2 separate regions of the Macaca mulatta genome follow, and region 1 is linked to region 2. A link is a contact called in public Hi-C data. All regions are on one chromosome and are shown on one strand. The core of a region is the stretch at or near the end of the contact, and the rest is flanking DNA. Distances in the headings are between cores, read along the strand shown.

Evidence for each region. A called contact is a pair of places that touch in the nucleus more often than the background predicts.
Region 1: a contact with region 2 is called in a Hi-C map of CD4 T cells, with 4 times the contacts expected there. The contact joins the promoter of UROD here to the promoter of ZSWIM5 in region 2. A contact is called at or near these places in 3 of 14 Hi-C or Micro-C datasets (CD4 T cells, fetal cortex germinal zone and fetal cortical plate).

Annotation. Positions count from the first base shown.
Region 1 is chr1:195,614,025-195,619,344 of T2T-MMU8v2.0, forward strand. It overlaps UROD (uroporphyrinogen decarboxylase), which reads right to left and starts at 1,402. Exons shown (of 9, transcript XM_077959671.1): 1 at 1,363-1,402; 2 at 634-746; 3 at 438-517; 4 at 1-61. The coding sequence starts at 1,382. It overlaps HECTD3 (HECT domain E3 ubiquitin protein ligase 3), which reads left to right and starts at 2,685. Exons shown (of 21, transcript NM_001257654.1): 1 at 2,685-3,135; 2 at 3,318-3,478; 3 at 3,740-3,832; 4 at 3,912-4,047; 5 at 4,350-4,465; 6 at 4,551-4,664; 7 at 4,807-4,889. The coding sequence starts at 2,767.
Region 2 is chr1:195,413,368-195,418,605 of T2T-MMU8v2.0, forward strand. ZSWIM5 (zinc finger SWIM-type containing 5) reads left to right here and starts at 3,735. Exons shown (of 14, transcript XM_015138173.3): 1 at 3,735-4,583. The coding sequence starts at 3,989.

The DNA of each region.
Region 1 (5,320 bases), core at 152-2,651, 200 kb after region 2:
TTAGTGGCTCTGGGAAGCTGGGTCCTTTGCCAGGTACCATGGTCACCTCCATGCCCAGTGCCTGGAGGGGGAGAAAACATCTGGGTTCCCAAAATGGAATCCAGGAGGAAAGGTTCTGTTCAGCTCATTCCAGAAGGAAGGAAAAGGAGAATAAAACTGCCAAACTCCATCTCTTTCAACCTTAGTTTTTCCCTCGATCCAGTTAGGATAAGTGCTTATTGTAAACCTTGACTGGACTGATAGAAGGATTTTCAAGGGGTCCTTGGATTATATTCCAGGATCAGATTTGAGTAGGTACCTGGGGTACAACAAGGATGTCGGAGAAAATGATGGCAGCATCCAGAGGGAAGCGACGCAGTGGCTGTAGGAAACAGGAGACGGGTTGCTAGGTGGCAGACTGAAGGCATAAATCTTTCCCTCTTTTGTGCACCCCTCACCTGCAGAGTCAGTTCACAGCAGGCCTCAGGAGAGCGACAAGTGCTGAAAAAGTCCTGGGCAGCCCGGGTTTCCCTAAACTCTGCATACAGAGGGAAGACGGGGCTTAGCCTTGAGGCCCTCCAGAGCCCTCCCCTGCCCCTTGAAAACTTTTCGCCTTCCGGAGTTTTATCTAGATTTCCAGGGCCTGACTCTTACCTGGTAAGTAACGGCCTGCCTGGCGCATGCACCAAACGGGAGTGTAGTCTGTTTCCTCTCCCCAGGCTGCTCGCAGGAATGTGTCATTCTTCAGCTCCGGAAAACCCTGAGGTCTGGTAATCAGGTGGGGGTAGGGGTAGGTGTCAGTATGCTAGGCTGGAGGTTGGGTAAAGTGCGGATTCATAAGGCTGATTTAGTCGAGGACCGCTATCTACCTCCTCCAGGCCAGCTCCCAAACCCTGGCTTTCCGCCCGTTCCGCCGCCTCTCTGCCTATCAGGTGGTGCACAAACTCTAGAAGGGCCCGCCCTGGGGCCTCTTCCCTCCACTTAGTCCCTACTCTCCCAAGCTCGAAGCAACTAGAGGGACTAGGGGGAGGAAATAAGGCCCAGGAAGGATAGTTTGGGGGTCTTCGGACTACGGAGTCTCAGAAACGGGAATGTCACTGGGCTGGTTCAGAGGCTGAGAGATCCCCAGGCTGGGGGATAAAGAGGGATGAGAGTTGATGGTCCCAGAATAGAGATCCTGGTTGGAAATCCTGAGGCATCCCTTGAATTAAGGCCCCTGGGATGAACGTCTCAAAAATCCATGGTTTTAGGATTCAGGATCCCAGCTAACAGAGTCCAGGTTGAGAGATCTCCAAGGTGGGGAAAGGGGAGTACAGGGATAGAGTCCTGAGTTGGAAGACTCAGAAGCTCAACTAGCCACACCGCGTGCTCTGGAGAACTCACCCCAACCCGTTCGCTTCCATGGTCAGCTGTCTGTAACTGCGAGCTCAATTCGCAAGTTAACCTGAATGTGAGCCTGCCCCCACCCCGTCCAGGCTCCGCCCCTTTCTGTAGGGAATCAAGGGCGTCGCCATGTTGAAGATCACATGATCAGACTCCCGCGACAGCTCCAGGGCTGCCCTGGCTGCTGCCCGTAGGACCCCTACCTTTTTTCACCGTAAAGTCCGCTGTAGCGACGCAACAACAAACGCTGAAAAGAGAACTCCGCTGTAACTGTATGTTACGGTGACATGAGGAATTTGTTCTCATCTGACGGTCTGGGTATCCGGAGGCTTGGCTCAAGTCCCACTCATGATTCTAATAGTCTTATTCAGCCAGGCATACTGAGGATGATGGAACCAGGCTGCTCAGGAAACTGAAATCGTCATATACTTACATTACCTACTAAGAGCCTGGACCTACAGTAGGTGTAGAGGTTAGCTCTGCTCAAGACAGCCCCGGTCTTTAAGAAGCTATAAGACTGGGAAAACAGAAATCAGTAATCACATTAAAATGAATAACGATTACCAGTGTCCTTGGGATTAGGAGTGACAAACAGAACCCGAATGACTCAAGACTCCTGTCAGTGGCAGGGGAAGGAGCCATTGTCTCAAACATTTTAGTCACACCACCTATAGGATAGGGAGTCGGCCGGGCGCGGTGGCTCAAGCCTGTAATCCCAGCACTTTGGGAGGCCGAGACGGGCGGATCATGAGGTCGGGAGATCGAGACCATCCTGGCTAACACAGTGAAACCCCGTCTCTACTAAAAAATACAAAAAACTAGCCGGGCGAGGTGGCGGGCGCCTGTAGTCCCAGCTACTCGGGAGGCTGAGGCAGGAGAATGGCGTGAACCCGGGAGGCGGAGCTTGTAGTGAGCCGAGATCAGGCCACTGCACTCCAGCCTGGGCGACAGAGCAAGACTCCGTCTCAAAAAAAAAAAAAAAAAAAAAAAAAAAAAGGATAGGGAGTCCAGCAAATTCGTTGGGAGTGGGAGGAAAAAGAGCAGGCCGAAGAACCAGAAAAATGTTGGCAATGATCCAGGCCAGATAGAACGGTTATTGAATGAGGGTAGTAGCAGTAGAGATAAAATGGTAGTAGCAAGGAAATGGAGAGAAGGAGATTGATCAGGTAGAAATCACCAATCTTGGGTTTGGTCGGCTGGGTTAGGGTGGCACAGAGGTAGGTAATATGATTGGGTGTAGGAGTACACAGTGCAATACGGTGAGCGCTGGGTGCGCTTAGTCCAGAACATACGGCGAAGGCTGGCCAAAGGCGGGGCAGGGCGTGGTGGGAAGCTCCGTCCGCGGTCGCGCCAGCTGTTCACCGGGTAGGATCGCCCTTAGGCGCTCACCTCCGCCACTTAGCCATGGCGGGTCCTGGCCCGGGCGCGGTGCTGGAGTCCCCGCGGCAGCTGCTGGGCCGCGTGCGCTTCTTGGCGGAGGCAGCGCGGAGCCTCCGCGCTGGGCGGCCGCTGCCGGCAGCGCTGGCTTTCGTGCCGCAAGAGGTGCTCTACAAGCTTTACAAGGACCCGGCAGGACCGTCGCGCGTGCTCCTGCCCGTGTGGGAGGCAGAGGGCCTGGGGTTGCGTGTGGGCGCCGCAGGCCCAGCCCCCGGAACCGGCTCCGGGCCCCTCCGCGCCGCCCGCGACAGCATCGAGCTCCGGCGCGGCGCCTGCGTGCGCACCACGGGCGAGGAGCTGTGCAACGGCCACGGGCTCTGGGTGAAGCTGACAAAGGTGAGCTCTTCCCCACCCAGGACCAGGTAAAAGACCCCCGGGGCCAGAGAAACCTCTGGCTGTTTCCCTTTCCTCCCCTGTATTGAGTTGGCATTGCGTTCGGTGCCCTTTGCCCTGGGCTGGGTAGGACAGGCGGCTGGGCAGTTCCCTGACGGCTGTCCCCATCCGGCGCGTCCCGGCAGGAGCAGCTGGCAGAGCACCTGGGCGACTGCGGGCTGCAGGAAGGCTGGCTGCTGGTGTGCCGCCCGGCGGAGGGCGGAGCCCGCCTGGTACCCATCGACACTCCCAACCACCTCCAGCGGCAGCAGCAGCTCTTTGGCGTGGATTATCGGCCGGTGCTCAGGTCCTGCACTTGAAGGAGCGGGGCTTGCTGTCCGAAGGCCAGGCCAGGACGGCTTGGGAACACTTCAGCCGCACCCTGGGGTGGGTGGGATACTGGAGTGGAGGCAGGGTTAAGAACAGGAAGGGGCGGGACATGAAGGGGGCTCGGGTGGGGCGTCTGGAGACCGGGAGATAGAGCCCAGGAGAAGGCTACACGGCATGGAGGTAGTGTCCTGCTGCCCGCTGATGTCTCCCTTTCCCACTCCCTACTCTGTGCCCACAGGTGGGAACAGGTGGTGGACCTGACATACTCACATCGCCTGGGATCGAGACCTCAGCCAGCAGAGGCATACGCAGAAGCTGTACAAAGGCTACTGTGAGTGAGCTGGAATGGGGTGGGGAGGAAGGAGCTCTGCGTCTGGGCCCAGTCTAATTAGGGGCTTGGGGTTGCTTAGCTATGTACCCCCGACATGGACCTACGAGTGCGACGAGGACCTGATCCACTTCTTGTATGACCACCTGGGCAAGGAGGATGAGAACCTGGGTAGCGTGAAGCAGTATGTGGAGAGCATAGACGTTTCCTCCTACACGGTGGGTGCTGGGGCTCCTCCCACCCCAGGCAAGATATAGTCACACCCCTCAAGGCTAGATCCAGAAAGAACCCCCACCTCCAGGCCAGGACCAAAACAGGGTCCCCACGGGCCACACTCACTTCAGCTCCCTATCTTGGAAGTCTGTAGGAACCCCTACATACCCAGCGGCCCCCTATCCCATACCAGTTGCCTGTTAGCCCAGCTTCACTCTGCTTTCTCTCTGGTCCTCCTGGTCCAGAGCACAAGCCCAGCTCAGCGAGGGAGGGTAACTACTGACTCCACCTCTCTGCCCCTCCCCAGGAGGAGTTCAATGTATCCTGCCTGACAGACAGCAATGCCGATACCTACTGGGAGAGCGATGGGTCCCAGTGCCAGCACTGGGTACGGCTTACCATGAAGAAGGGCACCATTGTCAAGTAAGTAGGCTCTGGGCAGGACAGGATGGGTGAGCCACATTCCTGTGGGTTCACAAAGACTCATGTTCACACTCTGACCTTTCAGGAAGCTGCTACTTACAGTAGATACCACAGATGACAACTTTATGCCAAAGCGGGTGGTGGTCTATGGGGGCGAAGGGGACAACCTGAAGAAGCTGAGTGACGTGAGCATTGACGAGTGAGCACACTGGCCTGGGGAGGGAAGTAGGGTGTGTTCCAAGCCTAGCCCAGCTTGGAAGCCTAAGTTTGAGTGAGACTCCAGCAGTCTCTGAAGGCCTGAGGCAGGAGGTATCCGAAGTGCCTCACACTCGTCTCCTCAGGACCCTGATTGGTGATGTCTGTGTCCTGGAGGACATGACTGTCCACCTCCCGATCATCGAGATCCGCATCGTGGAGTGCCGAGGTGAGGCTTAAGGCTCTAAGGAGGGAAAGAGAGCCCGATGTGGAGATGGGGCAGACAGACAGTGAGTGTGGAGAGAAGAGGATAGGCTTGGAGTTGGGGTGAAGGTGATGCTGAACTAACTCTGAGATTTGGAGCTTTGGGGCCTGAGCAGCTGGGATGTGCCAGGTATAGGCCTGCCTTAAAGCCATACAGGTGGTTGGGCTCACCTGGAAAAGGAACTGAGTTGGGACCCTCAGGCATGCCAGCATTATAGTGGAAGACGGAGGAATCAGCAGGAATAGATAAATCAGAGTCAGGTGATAGAAGGTGATCCCGAAGGTCCCAAGTTTCTAGGGTTAAGGGTGACAAAAGGCTGAGCGTTCAAGGAGCCATTCCTAGGTGTGAGGGCCGAGGAGCCAGCAGGTGCCGTAAATGACCTCACTCTGACCCCT
Region 2 (5,238 bases), core at 2,485-4,984:
ATTTTATTAAATAAATCACTCGGTTGCATAAGTTTGCTTGTCAAATGATACCTAAATCCTCATCTCTGAGCCTCACTCTATCTCTCACATTCATCTCAACATTTCGTTCCATGCAGAGGGGTTGAGGATGTTTCACAAATGCAAATTTAAAGATTTATTTCTAAGGTTGGATCAACATTTTGCTGACATCAAAAGAGTTGTCTTAAGATGTGATGTATTCTTCCTGGTCATTGATTTTTGGTATTTGTGTTTTCACCCTGGAGATGGCAATGCTGTAAAAGAAGTATCCTTACACTCCCACAGTCTCCTTGAAACATGTCAATTCTCTCATCAGAGAAGAGGGATCAAACAGAGAGAGAGGTAACACAGGCCCAGAACCATTGCTAGCCCATATGGTTACTTGGTGAGAATGAAAGAGGCACCCAGATGCAACCTGGTTGGAGCAGCAATGGGCAAATGGAGTGCAGGCCAGATTTCAGCCCCTTTTTGCCTGATGTCTAGATATCTTTTCATCCAATGCCTTCTACAAGCCTTTATTACCTCCTTCCCACACTGTTGGTTTATCTCCAAACTCTTCCTTTGCCTCCAGACTTTATCTTTCTCCTGATTCATCCTACATATTTCTGTCTGATTAATATTCCTAAAACACTGCCTTTTATCATATAACTCTCCTGCTCAAAATACTTTTATTAGCTTCCCTCTACCAACTTAAGAAAATGCAGATTCCTCAAGTTAGCATTTTACAACGCTTTTAAAATCTTTTCACAACGTCTCCTGTCTCTCTTGCAGTCTTTTCCCACTATTTCTTACCAGGAACTTATAGTCCAATTAATCTATCATTCTTGTTATTCCCAACCACATATTGCATATTCCCAAATGTCTTATTTGACATGTTATTACCATCTGTATTTATATATTTATGTGCTTATTTTTCAAATTTTTTATTTATTTATTTTTTGAGATGCGGTCTCGCTGTGTCTCCCAGGCTGGCAGTGGCACAATCTTGGCTCAGTGCAACCTCCGCCTCCTAGGTTCAAGCAATTCTCCTGCCTCAGCCTCCCGAGTAGCTGGGATTACAGATGTCCGCCATCATGCCCAGCTAATTTTGGTATTTTTGGTAGAGATGGAGTTTCACCATGTTGACCAGGCTGGTCTTGAATTCCTGGCCTCAAGTGATCCACCCACCTCAGCCTCCCAAAGTGCTGGAATTACAGGTATGAGCCACCATGCCCACCTAACACGGAGCTTATTGTCTATTTTGGGAAACAGACATTAAGCAAATAAACACATAAATATAGGCTAGGCGCCATGGCTCACACTTGTAATCCCAGCACTTTGGGAGGCTGAAGCGGGCAGATCACTTGAAGCCAGAGTTTGAGACCAGCCTGGTCAATATGGTAAAACCCCATCTCTACTAAAAATACAAAAATTAGCTGGGCATGCTGGCATATGCGCCTGTAGTCCCAGCTACTTAGGAGGCTGAGGCAAGAGAATCGTTTGAACCCAGGAGGCGGAAATTGCAGTGAGCCAAGATTGTGCCACTGCACTCCAACCTGGGTGTGACAGAGTGAGACTGCATCTCAAAAAAAAAAAAAAAAAAAGGCAGTAACTGATTAAATCAGAGTAACATATTTATTGATTCAAAGTGCAAATATTTTCTGAACATCTTCTATGTGTAGGCATTTTGGCAGGTTGTAGAAATAGGCCCTTACATGGAAATGGTTCCTGCCCTTCCATAGCTCATAGTCTAGTTAGGGAGACAGGCATTAAAGGAATATTCATTCTCCCAAAAAACTGATAAATTATAGCAGGGAAAATAATGTGCGTTATGGAAGCCTGTAAATGTGGTACCAGATTCAAGGTGGAGTAGGGATTATGCTATTTTGCAGTGATCTATTTATAGATATTTACAGATATAAATCCATTTACCAATATAAACAGATTTCTTTTTCTTTTTTTTTGAGAGAGGTTCTTGCTCTGTTGCCCAGGCTAGAGTGCAGTGGCATGATCATAGCTTACTGTAACCTTGAACTCCTGGGCTCAAGCAATCCTCCTCCATCAGCCTTCAGGGTAGCTAGGACTACAGGGTGTAGGCCACCAATCCCTGCTATTTTTTTTATCTCTTGTGTAGAGATGGGGTCTCCAGTCAGCTCTGTTGCCCAGGCTGGTCTAGAACTCCTGGCCTCAAGGGATCCTCCCACTTTGGTCTCCCAAAGCCTTGGGATTACAGGCATGCGCCACTGCATCTGGCCTAAACAGATACTTATTGAGTACCCACTACACTGAATAAGCACACAATGTGAATTACTTCTAATCCCAGCTAGCCGGGGCAACATAGGGAGACCTACTCTCTACAAAAAATTTAAAGAATTAACTGGGTGTGGTGCTGTGCATCTGTAATCCTAGTCATTCTGGAGGCTGAGGTGGGAGGATGGTTTGAGCCCAAGAGTTTGAGATTGTAGTGATCACCCCACTGCACTCGGGACTGGACATCAGAGTGAGATCCTGTCTCTAAAAAAACTTTTTAAAGTGAATTATTTCTAATTCTTACAACATTTATGTGTAGAAGCATTATTACTAGCTCCCTTTTACAAATGATGTAACTGAATCATGAATAACATCACACACAGCAAGTGTGATTCACACCCAATTCTGACTCTATAGCCTGTGCTCTTTAATTCTGAGATTACAGCAAAACCAAACCGTGGCTCCAGCCTGTCTCCAATCATTTACTCTCTTCTTACTCTTACTTTATCCTACACTCTAAATCTTGCTCATTTTGAAAGGCAAACTCAACTATAGAAACTCTTTTAATACAATTCTTGGAATGTTTTAAAGTTGTAGAGATCAGTTTGTCAGCAAATTCTGAAATAATCTGAGTTTTCTTGACCGAGCAAGAGAGTCACATACAATTGCGTGTTGTTTATGGAGTTAGTGATGAAGTTGCCATTCTTGAGGACCCACTAAATGCCAGGTAGAGGATAAATTATAGTGAAGGAAACAGACATGATTCTCACTCTCATGGAGTTGACAGTCAGACATTAAACAAATATATAAAAATACAACTGTGTAAAGGTGTAGAAGACTGAGCCAGGTGAGGAAAACATGAAAAACCTAAATCAGATTGGAGGTAGGGGATCAGAGAATTCTACCAGAAAACACACACACAAAGTGTTTTGTATCCTAGGATGCAAGGTGCTAAACCCTCCAAAAGACCCCACAAGGATGCAGCCGCTGTGGCGATAAGATCTTGGTGCCCCATTGTCAAGGGGTGGTGCGACTTTGTCCCATTCTGGGGTGGGGTGGGGTGACCGCCAGCTTTATCCTACATTGTTGTAGCGTAAGGCGAGTTTTTATCACTCGAACTTTCTGATTTTTTTCCCCTAGTGTCTTCTTTCCCAGGGTCTTTCTGCCAGATCTTCCGCTCGGCTGTGACAGCCTCCTGTCACATCAGTACCGTTGGAGCTGGATTGGTTTTTTCTCCTTGTGCCCCGCGAGCCTATAACTTCACGGAGGCAGCTCCTTGGATGGCTTATGGCCCCGCCATTTCATTCGGTCACACAGTCCATTCCTGTCTGGCCGGCGGCAGGTGGGTTGGGGGTGCGCGGGCGGGCGTGCGAGAGCGCCCGGCGCTCCTCTCCCCTCCGCGGCCGCCGGATCCGCGCGAGCGCTCGGCTCGCGTTCTGGGCTGTTTGCGCCTGAAGCGCGCCGCGGGCCCGCGCTCGCTCCCGCCTGTCTTCGCGTCCGCGGAGGCACGGACAGCGCGCGCCGCCTCACGCTACTCCGCAGGCCGCCAGCGTCTGCCCTCGCGGCGCGCGCCCGGGCCCGGCCCAGGTTCCCCACTCGGGCCGGCGGGCTCCCGGTTCTCTCGCCCCGCCCCCCTCGGCGCCGCCACTGGGCGCTTGCGCGGGGCGCGTGGCCGTGGCCGGGGTCTCCACCGCAGCCCGAGCCGCTGCCGCCGCCTCAGTCAGTCAGTCAGTCCCCAGCAATGGCGGACGGAGGTGAGCAAGAGGAGCTGCTCTCCCCGTCACCGGTCTCTCCGGCCAAGCGGCTGTGTTCGTGGCCCAGCCCGCAGGCTCACCACCCTCGCGGTTCACCCGGGGCAGCCGGCGGAGGGGCAGGGGGCGTCGGCAGCAGCTGCCTGGTCCTCGGGGCCCGCCCCCACCTGCAGCCGGAGTCCTTACTGGACTGCGCCGCCAAGACGGTGGCGGAAAAGTGGGCGTACGAACGGGTGGAGGAGCGCTTCGAGCGGATCCCGGAGCCCGTGCAGCGCCGCATCGTCTACTGGTCCTTCCCGCGGAATGAGCGGGAGATCTGCATGTACTCCAGCTTCCAGTACCGGGGCGGCCCCGGCGCCAGCGCGGCTGGCGGCGCCGCGGGGGCTTCACCGGCCGAGGAGGGGCCGCCGCCACCCCCCGGGGCCGCCGCTCCGGCCGGCTCCGCCCCCGGGGGCGTCGCGGCTGGGGCATCCCCCGGGCTGGGCGCTGGGGCCGGCGCGGCCGGCTGCGGTGGCGAGGGGCTCCCTTTCCGCCGGGGCATCCGTCTGCTGGACAGCGGCTCCGTGGAGAACGTGCTGCAAGTCGGTAGGTGCTCGCCCGGGCGCTCTCGGGTGCTCAGCCTCCTCTTCCGCAGGTGCCTCTTTGCCTGAGCCCTGGGGCCGAGACCCCGCCTTCTGCCCATCTCCTGTACCCCTGCCGAAGGACGAACAAGTCACAAAAACTTTTTTCAACCTTTCACTCAGGTCCACCACTGCTCTTTTCCTCCACTGATCCTCTACCCCCATTTCTTTTTGTTTGAAGGGCGAATAGATCTCTGTTCTTCACTCTTTCTACTCCCCACACCAAGGCAAAGAGAATGGGGAGGTATGCCTTTTTGGATGTAATAATTTCACAAATGCATTGTCCTAATTTAAGTTTGGAGAGGGGAGGATTGTTAGTAAATCTGGAACAAGCGGTTTTAGAGGGAGCGTTTGAGGGACAGACTGTCAGAGGCAATCAATAGCCCTAGCCGATTAAGCCTCGATGAAATTAACTTTAACACTGGGAAAAGAGCCCCAACAAAATCCTGCATATTTCAGACAGTTTTAGTTGTCTGCGTTAGGATTTTTCCCCTGGATCAGTGATGCTTGGGAATCTAGGCTGCGGACTAACAATAACCGAAGATGGAAATGTGACAGCTTCTCCTCCACACCCCCACCCAAGGAAAAAAAAAAAAAAAGCCATACAATCTGGAGTGGGG